2 separate regions of the Rattus norvegicus genome follow, and region 2 is linked to region 1. The links are chromatin contacts, called in public Hi-C maps. All regions are on one chromosome and are shown on one strand. Each heading gives the region's core, a stretch centred on a gene start, on an enhancer-like site or on the middle of the called end of the contact. The rest is flanking DNA. Distances are from core to core; before and after follow the strand shown. Region 1 holds the start of Bbs4 (Bardet-Biedl syndrome 4). Region 2 holds the start of Hexa (hexosaminidase subunit alpha).

The links. Hi-C and Micro-C count contacts between places; a contact is called where the count stands out from the background.
Region 2: a contact with region 1 is called in a Hi-C map of frontal cortex, with 2.0 times the contacts expected there. The contact joins the promoter of Hexa here to the promoter of Bbs4 in region 1. A contact is called at or near these places in 2 of 12 Hi-C or Micro-C datasets (frontal cortex and hepatocytes).

The regions. Positions count from the first base shown.
Region 1 is chr8:68,658,631-68,662,996 of GRCr8, forward strand. Bbs4 (Bardet-Biedl syndrome 4) reads right to left here and starts at 2,602. Exons shown (of 16, transcript NM_001106826.1): 1 at 2,550-2,602. The coding sequence starts at 2,573. It also overlaps the pseudogene Rpl13-ps16.
Region 2 is chr8:68,830,253-68,834,618 of GRCr8, forward strand. Hexa (hexosaminidase subunit alpha) reads left to right here and starts at 2,272. Exons shown (of 14, transcript NM_001004443.1): 1 at 2,272-2,555. The coding sequence starts at 2,303. It also overlaps a transcript of Tmem202 not described here.

The DNA of each region.
Region 1 (4,366 bases), core at 1,352-3,851:
TTATAGTTTGATGCTAGCCTGGGCTATATGAGAAGACCCTATCTCAAAACAACAAAACATCCATATGATCCAGCTATCCTACTACTGAGTACATACCAAAATAAAATACATCCATTCTATCAAAAAGATATTGTGTTCTTCATCTACTGCAGTATTCTTCAGAGTATCAAAGTAGAGATTCAATGGAGTTGCCCATAGATGGATAAACAAGCGGGTAAATAAACTGTGGTGTGTGTTAAGTTCTAGATGGAATGTTAAAGCCTAGGTAAAATGTTAAGTAAGGTCTGGGTAACAGTTAGTTGACTATCCTGACATTATAAGGAAACTTTCTCAGATGTTTCTGCTGCTACTAGGAAAACCCTGTAAGATCTTAACTTGGGGTAATGGTTCAGTTCCCGAATCTGGACCGTGGCCTTGGTCAACCAGTCTTAGGACATGTGCTCAATAAACCACCCTGTCTGACTGACATCAGTGTTTGTGTGGTTTGTGAGGCAATTACTGGACCCCAATAATATGCGAGTATTATTTAGCCGTGAAAAGGAATGAGGCATAATCTGTAGCACTTTGGAAAAATTATGCTAAGGAAAATATGCTAGCAGAGAAAGGCAAAGCATGTCCTTGCCCCAATGTGAAAGCTAAAAAGCTCATCTTAAAGGGGTGGCGCACACTTTTAATCCCAGGCAGAAGCAGGTAGATCTCTGAGTTGGAGGCCAGTCTAGTCTAGTCTACAAAGCCAGTTCTAGGACAGTCAGGGTTACACAAATAAACCCTACCCTATGTTTAAAAAAAAAAAAAAAAAAAGGCGCCTTTCCGCTCGGCCGTTCTCCTGTACAGGAGGCAGCCATGGCGCCCAGCCGGAATGGCATGATTCTGAAGCCCCACTTCCACAAGGACTGGCAGCAGTGAGTGGACACGTGGTTCAACCAGCCGGCCCGCAAGATCCGCAGACTCAAGGCCCGGCAGGCGAAAGCGCGCCGCATCGCCCCTCGCCCCGCGTCTGGTCCCATCAGGCCCATCGTGAGGTGCCCTACAGTTAGATATCACACCAAGGTCCGGGCTGGCAGGGGCGTCAGCCTGGAGGAACTCAGGGTGGCTGGTATCCACAAGAAAATGGCACGCACCATCGGCATCTCTGTGGACCCAAGGAGGTGAAACAAATCCACTGAGTCACTGCAGGCCAACGTGCAACGCCTGAAGGAGTACCGCTCCAAGCTCATACTTTTCCCCAGGAAGCCTTCTGCTCCGGAAGAAGGGAGACAATTCTGCTGAAGAACTTAAATTGGCCACGCAGCTAACAGGACCTGTGATACCCATCCGGAATGTGTACAAAAAGGAAAAGGCCAGAGCCATCACGGAAGAGGAGAACTTTAAGGCTTTCGCCAGCCTTCGCATGGCCCGAGCCAATGCCCGGCTCTTCGGCATCCGAGCAAAGAGAGCGAAAGAAGCCGCAGAGCAAGACGTTGAGAAGAAGTAATGCGGGGCTGGACAGTTGTAATAAATTTTCCATAAAGCAAAAAAATAAATAAATAAATAAAAATAAAAAAATAATAAAAAAATAAAAAAAATAAAAAAATTTTAAAAAGGCAACAAAAAAGTTGATTTTATGGGAATATAGAGTAGAACAAGAGGTCGATAAAAGTTAGGAAGGGGAAAAGATGGAAACATCCAATAATAGGAACCAAGTACCAATAGACAGAAGCAAGTGCTACTATTTGCAACGGTTTATATGCTGAAATGGAAATGCTAATGATCCTGACTTGACCAATATACAAAGTACACTTGTACCGAAGTATCATCACACTGTACCTCATAAATGTACAATTATAAGTCAATAAAAAAAAATGTAGGTGGCAGTGATGACGCACTCCTGTAATCCCAGAATTTGGGGGATTAAAGGTGGAGTATTGAGGCTAATCCGTAGCCTGCATGAACAGTACAAATACTATGTACATACAAGACTCACAAAGAAGCAAGGTCATTCGTGATGCAAAAAGTCAGTTACTACTGAGTCAGCCTGAATTCACATAAGTTGTTCTGTACAATTAACTAATAATTTAAACCACCTGAGCTCTGAAACAGAACTTTTCCAATATCTAATCGCAACTGGGAAAACATACACCAGTCACAGAGAGGCAGAGGCGTTGAAAGTTTCCAGGTTTCATCCTACTAAATTACCAATCTATAGGTTATCAAAACCGTCTAGTGAAGGTGCAGTACCCCCACCTCCCAGCTCCCCCCCCCCAAAATAAAATCCTAAGAGAGTAGGAAAAAAACCATTTCCAAAGAAACTCTCTCTTCTACCCAGGAAGAGGACAGTCCCAAAACAGACGAAGCGCTGCATAGGTTCGCATTCGCCAAAACGCCAGGCGGGGAGCTGGACCCGGCCGTGCCGCCTCCCGCAGGGACTACTCGGCGTACGCCCGGGCCAGGACCCGGCCCTGCTGCCCCGGCCCGGGACCGCCGCCCCGACCCGGCCCCTCCTGGCCCCGCCCGGCCCGGACGCCCCGCCCTGAGGCAGCCACGACGCCTCGGAGAATCTCCTGGCTCACCATCCCAAGCTTCTCCTCAGCCATCTTGGCTCCGCCCACCGCCTCGAAACCGGAAGCCGACCGTTTCCCGGACGACCAGCTGAGCCGGAAGTCGTAGCTAGGGAAGGAAGGAGGAACCTGAGCCAGTAAGGAATTAAGCTGCCGAGTGGAAGGCAGCGGTGATGAGGTCGGTGAGTTCCAGGAGTCTCGGCCACAGGGACTCAGCTCGGAAGGAATGGGTGAGGGAACTCGCAGCCGGAGATTAGACAGCTCTGCACCGGGTTGGACGAACTGGCGTGTAGCGTTGTCAGATATTAGATAATGAAGCGCAGTTTATAAAGAAACAGTTCACTCAGGTAGCTCAACATACGAAAATAAAACTGCCAGGAAGAGAAATAATGCAAACTGATGTTTCCAAGAGATTCGGTCTGCGTCTTACATTGACAACAAAAGTTTTCACTTCATCACCAGTTGAAACAAATTGGTCAAGCTTCCAATAAGAGCAGCTTAGCAGCAACTACCAAAATTAAAAATACACATAACCTTTAACCCAACTGTTTCAATTATAGGAATTTATTCTATACGTATAGACGTAAGACATGGTTTTACATACAGAAGTATCCGACGTGTCATTGTTCGGAATAAACCAACGCCTGGCAAACAACTTAATTACCCACAAATAAATTATAAGAAGTTCATATTGTGTGGCATATGAAAAGAGACAACTATTTACATGGTAAGATAAGAACTGCCAAGTATACTTTATCAGATAATGACAATATGCAAGAAATGCAGATAGTATCTATGTTAATAAGAAAGCAAAAGAATATTATGTACACAATTATTTATTAGAAAATATTTCTAGGAGGATATTGATATTGAAAGTGGTTTCCTCTAAGGAAGAGAACTGTATAGCAGGGATGTAAAGAATAGAAGTACACTGTTTAGAATTTTTAATTTTACTCTATATGGACATATTATCTATGCCAGTAATAAATTAATGAAACATACCACATAGCATCAGGATTGTGGCAACTGTTAAGAAGGAGAAATGTGGGGTTGGGGATTTAGCTCAGTGGTAGAGCGCTTGCCTAGCAAGCGCAAGGCCCTGGGTTCGGTCCCCAGCTCCGATAAAAAGAAAAGAAAAGAAAAAAAAAAAGGAGAAATGTACAACAGCAAGAGAAAATAACCAGGGGCTTTAACCTAGACTATGGTAGAAATCGTTTTCTAAGTAAGAGATATTTTAAATTACATTTAAAAAATAAGGCATTATTTGCTGGAGGAGACTGAGGAAGCATGCTGACTAGGGAAGAATTCTAAGGCAAGAAATTGTACCTCGACCCTGAGGTGATATACACCTCCCAAGGCCATATGAGTCTACTTGAAAGAGCAGTGGGAGGGCCCTAGAGAGTTCTGAGCAAGGAATGGCTTGTACTGAATGAACAGCTAACGTTCTTGTCAATTACTGAGTAGAGGTGTGGTGGCATGCCTTTAACCCATGTTCTTTGGAAGGCAAAGACAAATGCATCTTTGTGAGTGTAAGACCAGCCTGATCTACACTATAAGCTCCAAGACAGTCAGGGCTATGTAACAAGACCTTGTCTCAAAACATATAAAATAAAATAAATGCCAAGAATTGATCATCTAAGAGGAACCACTTTGCTTAGAGAACAAGAGATGGCACCGGAAATGGAAAACCAGGTAGGTGGAGGTACACACCTAACATTTGAGAGGCTGCAGACAGATCAGAAATTCATAAACAGCATTAGTAACGGTGAGTTCCAGGTTAGCCTACCTGACTTCATGAAATCCAGTTGATACACAGGCAGATAAATGGA
Region 2 (4,366 bases), core at 1,022-3,521, 170 kb after region 1:
GTGGTCCCACCCACAATGGGCTGAGCCCTCCCCATGAATCACTAATGAAAGGATGCCCAGAGGTTTGCCTAGAGCCTGACCTTCTGGAGATATTTTCCCCATTGAGGCTCCCTCTTCTCCTAAGACTCTGGCTTGTGTCAAGTTGATAGAAAAATAGCCAGCACATCTGTCCATTTTGTCTAGTTTTGGGGAGGGGGTAGATCTCTCTATGTTGTCCTTGCTCTCATCAAACTAAGATCCTTCTGCTTCTGCCTCCCAAGTACTAGGATTAAAGATGTACACCATCACACTCAGCCAGTTTCCTGTCCATTTGTTTGTCTTCCTTCGAGTAAAAGCTGTCGGGGCCAGGATGATGACAGAGTGGTTGAGAGTGTGTACTGCTCCTGTAGAAGACTGGAGTCCGGTTCTCAGCAGCCATAGTAGGCTATGAATGTTGATTCATTCAAAATTTTCTATCTCGGGGCTAGAGAGATGGCTCAATGGTTAAGAGAACTGACTGTTTTTCCAGAGGTCCTGAGTTCAAATCCCAGCAACCACATCACATGGTGGTTCACAACCACCTATAAAAAAATAAATAAGTCTTCAAAATTTTCTATCTCTATGCTAGATTCTGGACATTTGTTTGCATTACCATTTTTAAAAACCTATTACAGTTCAGAAACCTTCTGACTACCTGATGTAAGGCTCAGTCAGTAATGAGCTTGCCTCAGAAGTATGAGGACCTGAGTTCAATCTCCAGAACCTATGGGGGAAAAAACACAGTCAAGACAGTATATGCTTGACAGCCCAGTGCTGGAAGGCAGGGACGGGGAATCCTTTCTACTCACTGACTAGACCAAAGTGGCCTAACTATGGAGCCCCAGACCAGGGAGATACTTGGGGAATGACACCAAATACTGCCAACTGGTTCACACAAGCAACACGTATGCCCATACATTCACATATACACATGTACCCACACACATGTAACATGCTCCCCCAAACACGGCGAGGCTGGCGTGTGCTTATGATGTATCACAGAGAGTAGAGAGTTTGTCTTCATACCATGCATGAACGTGGGCTTCATAAGACTCTTAAAGCTTGGTTTGTAAAGGTTTTATTTATTCTTTGTATATGAGTACAATGATGTGTCAGACACACCAGAAGAGGGTACTAGATCCCATGACATATGGTTGTGAGCCACCATGTGGTTGCTGGGAATTGAACTCAGGACCTCTGGAAGAGCAGTCAGTGCTCTTAACCACTGAGCCATCTCTCCAGCCCTGTTTTGTTTTGTTTTTAAGATGACTGCAAGCCTTAGGACTATGGTTGTAGAAATTATCACTTTATGGGATACTAGGTTTAGCACAATTAAAGACCTAGGAGAAAGTTCTCCTTCTTTTCTTCCACTGTTCCTCTTGCTCACTTCAGGGCTGAGGGTTAAACCTGGATTCTCATGCATGCTATGAGTTATCTACCACTGAGCTACACCTCTAGCTAAGAGAAATTTTCTTAAGTTCTCAGTTACAGAAGTAAAAATATGGCCTCTGCATTTGCAACAATCTTTCTGCCTTGACCTGCTGAGCACTGGATTATAGGCTTATGCCAACTCACCGGGTTCTGGCACTCACTAGATAGTCCACACTTGGCTATAGACATCCATCAATCTTCCTGCCTTTCCCTCACAAATTCTGGTATCAAAACCAGGAGTCACCACAAACTATTTTTTTTTAAAGATTTTATTTATTTTACAAATAAGATGAGTGCGCCCTGGCTATCTTAAGGCACACAAGAAAAGGGCACTGGATCCCACTACAGACAGTTGTGAGCCACCATGTGGTTGCTGGGAATTGAACTCAGGACCTCTGGAACAGCCAGTGCTCTTCACCACTGAGCCATCTCTCCAGCCCCCCACAAACGATTTTTTAAAAAACATGACTTTGGGACATCTTTCAATTGCCCCAGGTTGAATGCCCTAGAGCTGATGATTACTTATACTGCTCAAGTGCCTTTTCTGCCACACAGTTGACGCTAATTGGATTCTTGTTCTTCTTCCGGTATTTCCTTGTCCCTGCTAATACTTCATGCCCAGGGGCGGAGTCTGCCTCTAGGTTACAGAGGCTTGGCAAAGGCGGGGATCGATCCTTCCCGCCCACCGGGTCTGGAGCTTTGGAATCAGTCGCCAAACGTTCGCAAACATCGAGCCCGCCCTGCCTGCTTCCCGCTCGCTCACGTGACCCTCCGATTGTCACGCGGGCGCCGCTCACCTGACCGGGTCCTCACGTGGGCTCAGCCTGCTGGAAGGGGAGCTGGCCGGTGGGCCATGGCCGGCTGCAGGCTCTGGGTTTCGCTGCTGCTGGCGGCGGCGTTGGCTTGCTTGGCCACGGCGCTGTGGCCCTGGCCCCAGTACATCCAAACCTCCCACCGGCGCTACACCCTGTACCCCAACAACTTCCAGTTCCGGTACCATGCCGGTTCGGCCGCGCAGGCGGGCTGCGTTGTCCTCGACGAGGCCTTTCGACGCTACCGTAGCCTGCTCTTCGGTTCCGGCTCTTGGCCCCGACCCAGCTTCTCAAGTGAGTCACTGCCCGCTTCTTCCCTCCGAGGAGGCTGCCTTCCGTGCGTGGGTCAGCCCCGGCCGGGCTCCCAGACACCCTCCCATTGGCCTCTGCACAGCCCAGTCAGTCACCCCCCACACCTTTCTCCCCTTGCTCTTTATCCAGCTAGCTGGCCTCCCGGGCCTAGCCCCTTCTCCGTTCACCCCTTTATTAATCTGACTCCTTGGGGTCACAGTTTATCCGGAATCCTCCTTTTGAGAGCTCTATTTAGGCTTTCACTTTTTAGAAATGCCTACTGTAGGACCAAAGTTCAATCAGGCTGTCAGAATATTGGCGATAACGTTGCCAATAGACATTTAAGATGATCCTTTAGAACATGTTCAAGTGGTCAGGGTTCCCGTGAGTCAGTGACCAGGGTTGCAGAGCGGAACCCAGCATGTGTCTGGCACATAACTTTGTTAGTAAATGTTTAAATGTGAGAGAAATCAGAACCCAAGGCAAAGAGCTTCCGGAGACCTAGGCAGAGGCGACTGGAGCAGACGCCCAGGTGGCTGTGATGAACCTGTGTGTGGGGGGAGCCACAAGGATGGATGTGAACAGTGTTGGAGTGCCTGTCCGTTTCGGACCTCGGTACTGTCGATGCTAAGCAGAACAAGCTGGCTCCTTCCCAAATCCGTTTATCCTAGAGTTGAAAGCAACATCTGGTTCTTCTGCAGCCGGGATCGGTATTTGATTAGTTTATCCTTGGGCAGTAAACAAGTGGCTGTTTGTAAGTCAGGTCATTATAGTCTGAGTCTTCTAAAGTTGCCTCCTTTGGACTTTTCTTCCCTAAGGGTGCCTGTAAGCAACATGGTTAGTTCTATTGTGTGAAAGAGCTGTGATACAAGGTTGGTTCTTTCCTGTTCTTGTGTTTATTACCAAAAGCTCCGCTTTGGCTCGACGTCAGAGGAACGAGTCCCTCATGAGAGAGCCTAGGAGCCTGAGCTTGAGGCAGCTTGTCACAGTGCACAGCAGTCAAGGATCAAATAGAATACTTTGCCATTTCCCTTCTCTTTTTCTGGCATGTGAGACCTTGCCGTCCACATTTGGAGGTGGGTGGCGTGGTTGGGAGGGTGGTGAGGTTGTCTTTGTTCCTGAGTTAAAACTGTCTCAAAAGCACCTTTCTTAGGTAATTGCAAATCATTTGTTAAAAGAGAAGATTTATTCTACATGGCATCTCCATCCTCCTTAATTTTTCCTAAGATCATCAAAAGAGAAGTTGATGTGCAGGTTTCTGATTTGCTGATTTCGAGGAAGTCGGAGGAGCAGGGACCTTGTAGCCTCTGCCCAGACTCCTTTTGTCACAGAATTGGAAGTGCGAAATGCATCTTGGAGAGACACAGCAAAGGTCAGGCAGCAGGGCTGGGAAGGAGTAACGAGCAGAACTCTCCTTTCTACGGGCTGTTGGTAAAGTGCAGTGAGCCGGGTTTTGAATACCCTGCTGCATCTCATAAAACCTGTCATGATGGCATATGCATTTGGGAGGTAGAGCCAGGAAGATCAAGAGTTCAAGGTCCTCTGTCTTAGTCAGGGTTTCTATTCCTGCACAAGCATCATGACCAGGAAGCAGGTTGGGGAGGAAAGGGTTTCTTCAGCTCACACTTTCATGCTGCTGTTCATCAGCAAAGGAAGTCAGGACTGGAACTCAAGCAGGGCAGGAAGCAGCAGCTGATGCAGAGGCCATGGGGGGATGTTTCTTACTGGCTTGCTTCCCTCGGCTTGCTCAGCTTGCTTTTTTATAGAACCCAAAACTACCAGCCCAGGGATGGCACCACCTACAATGGGCTGGG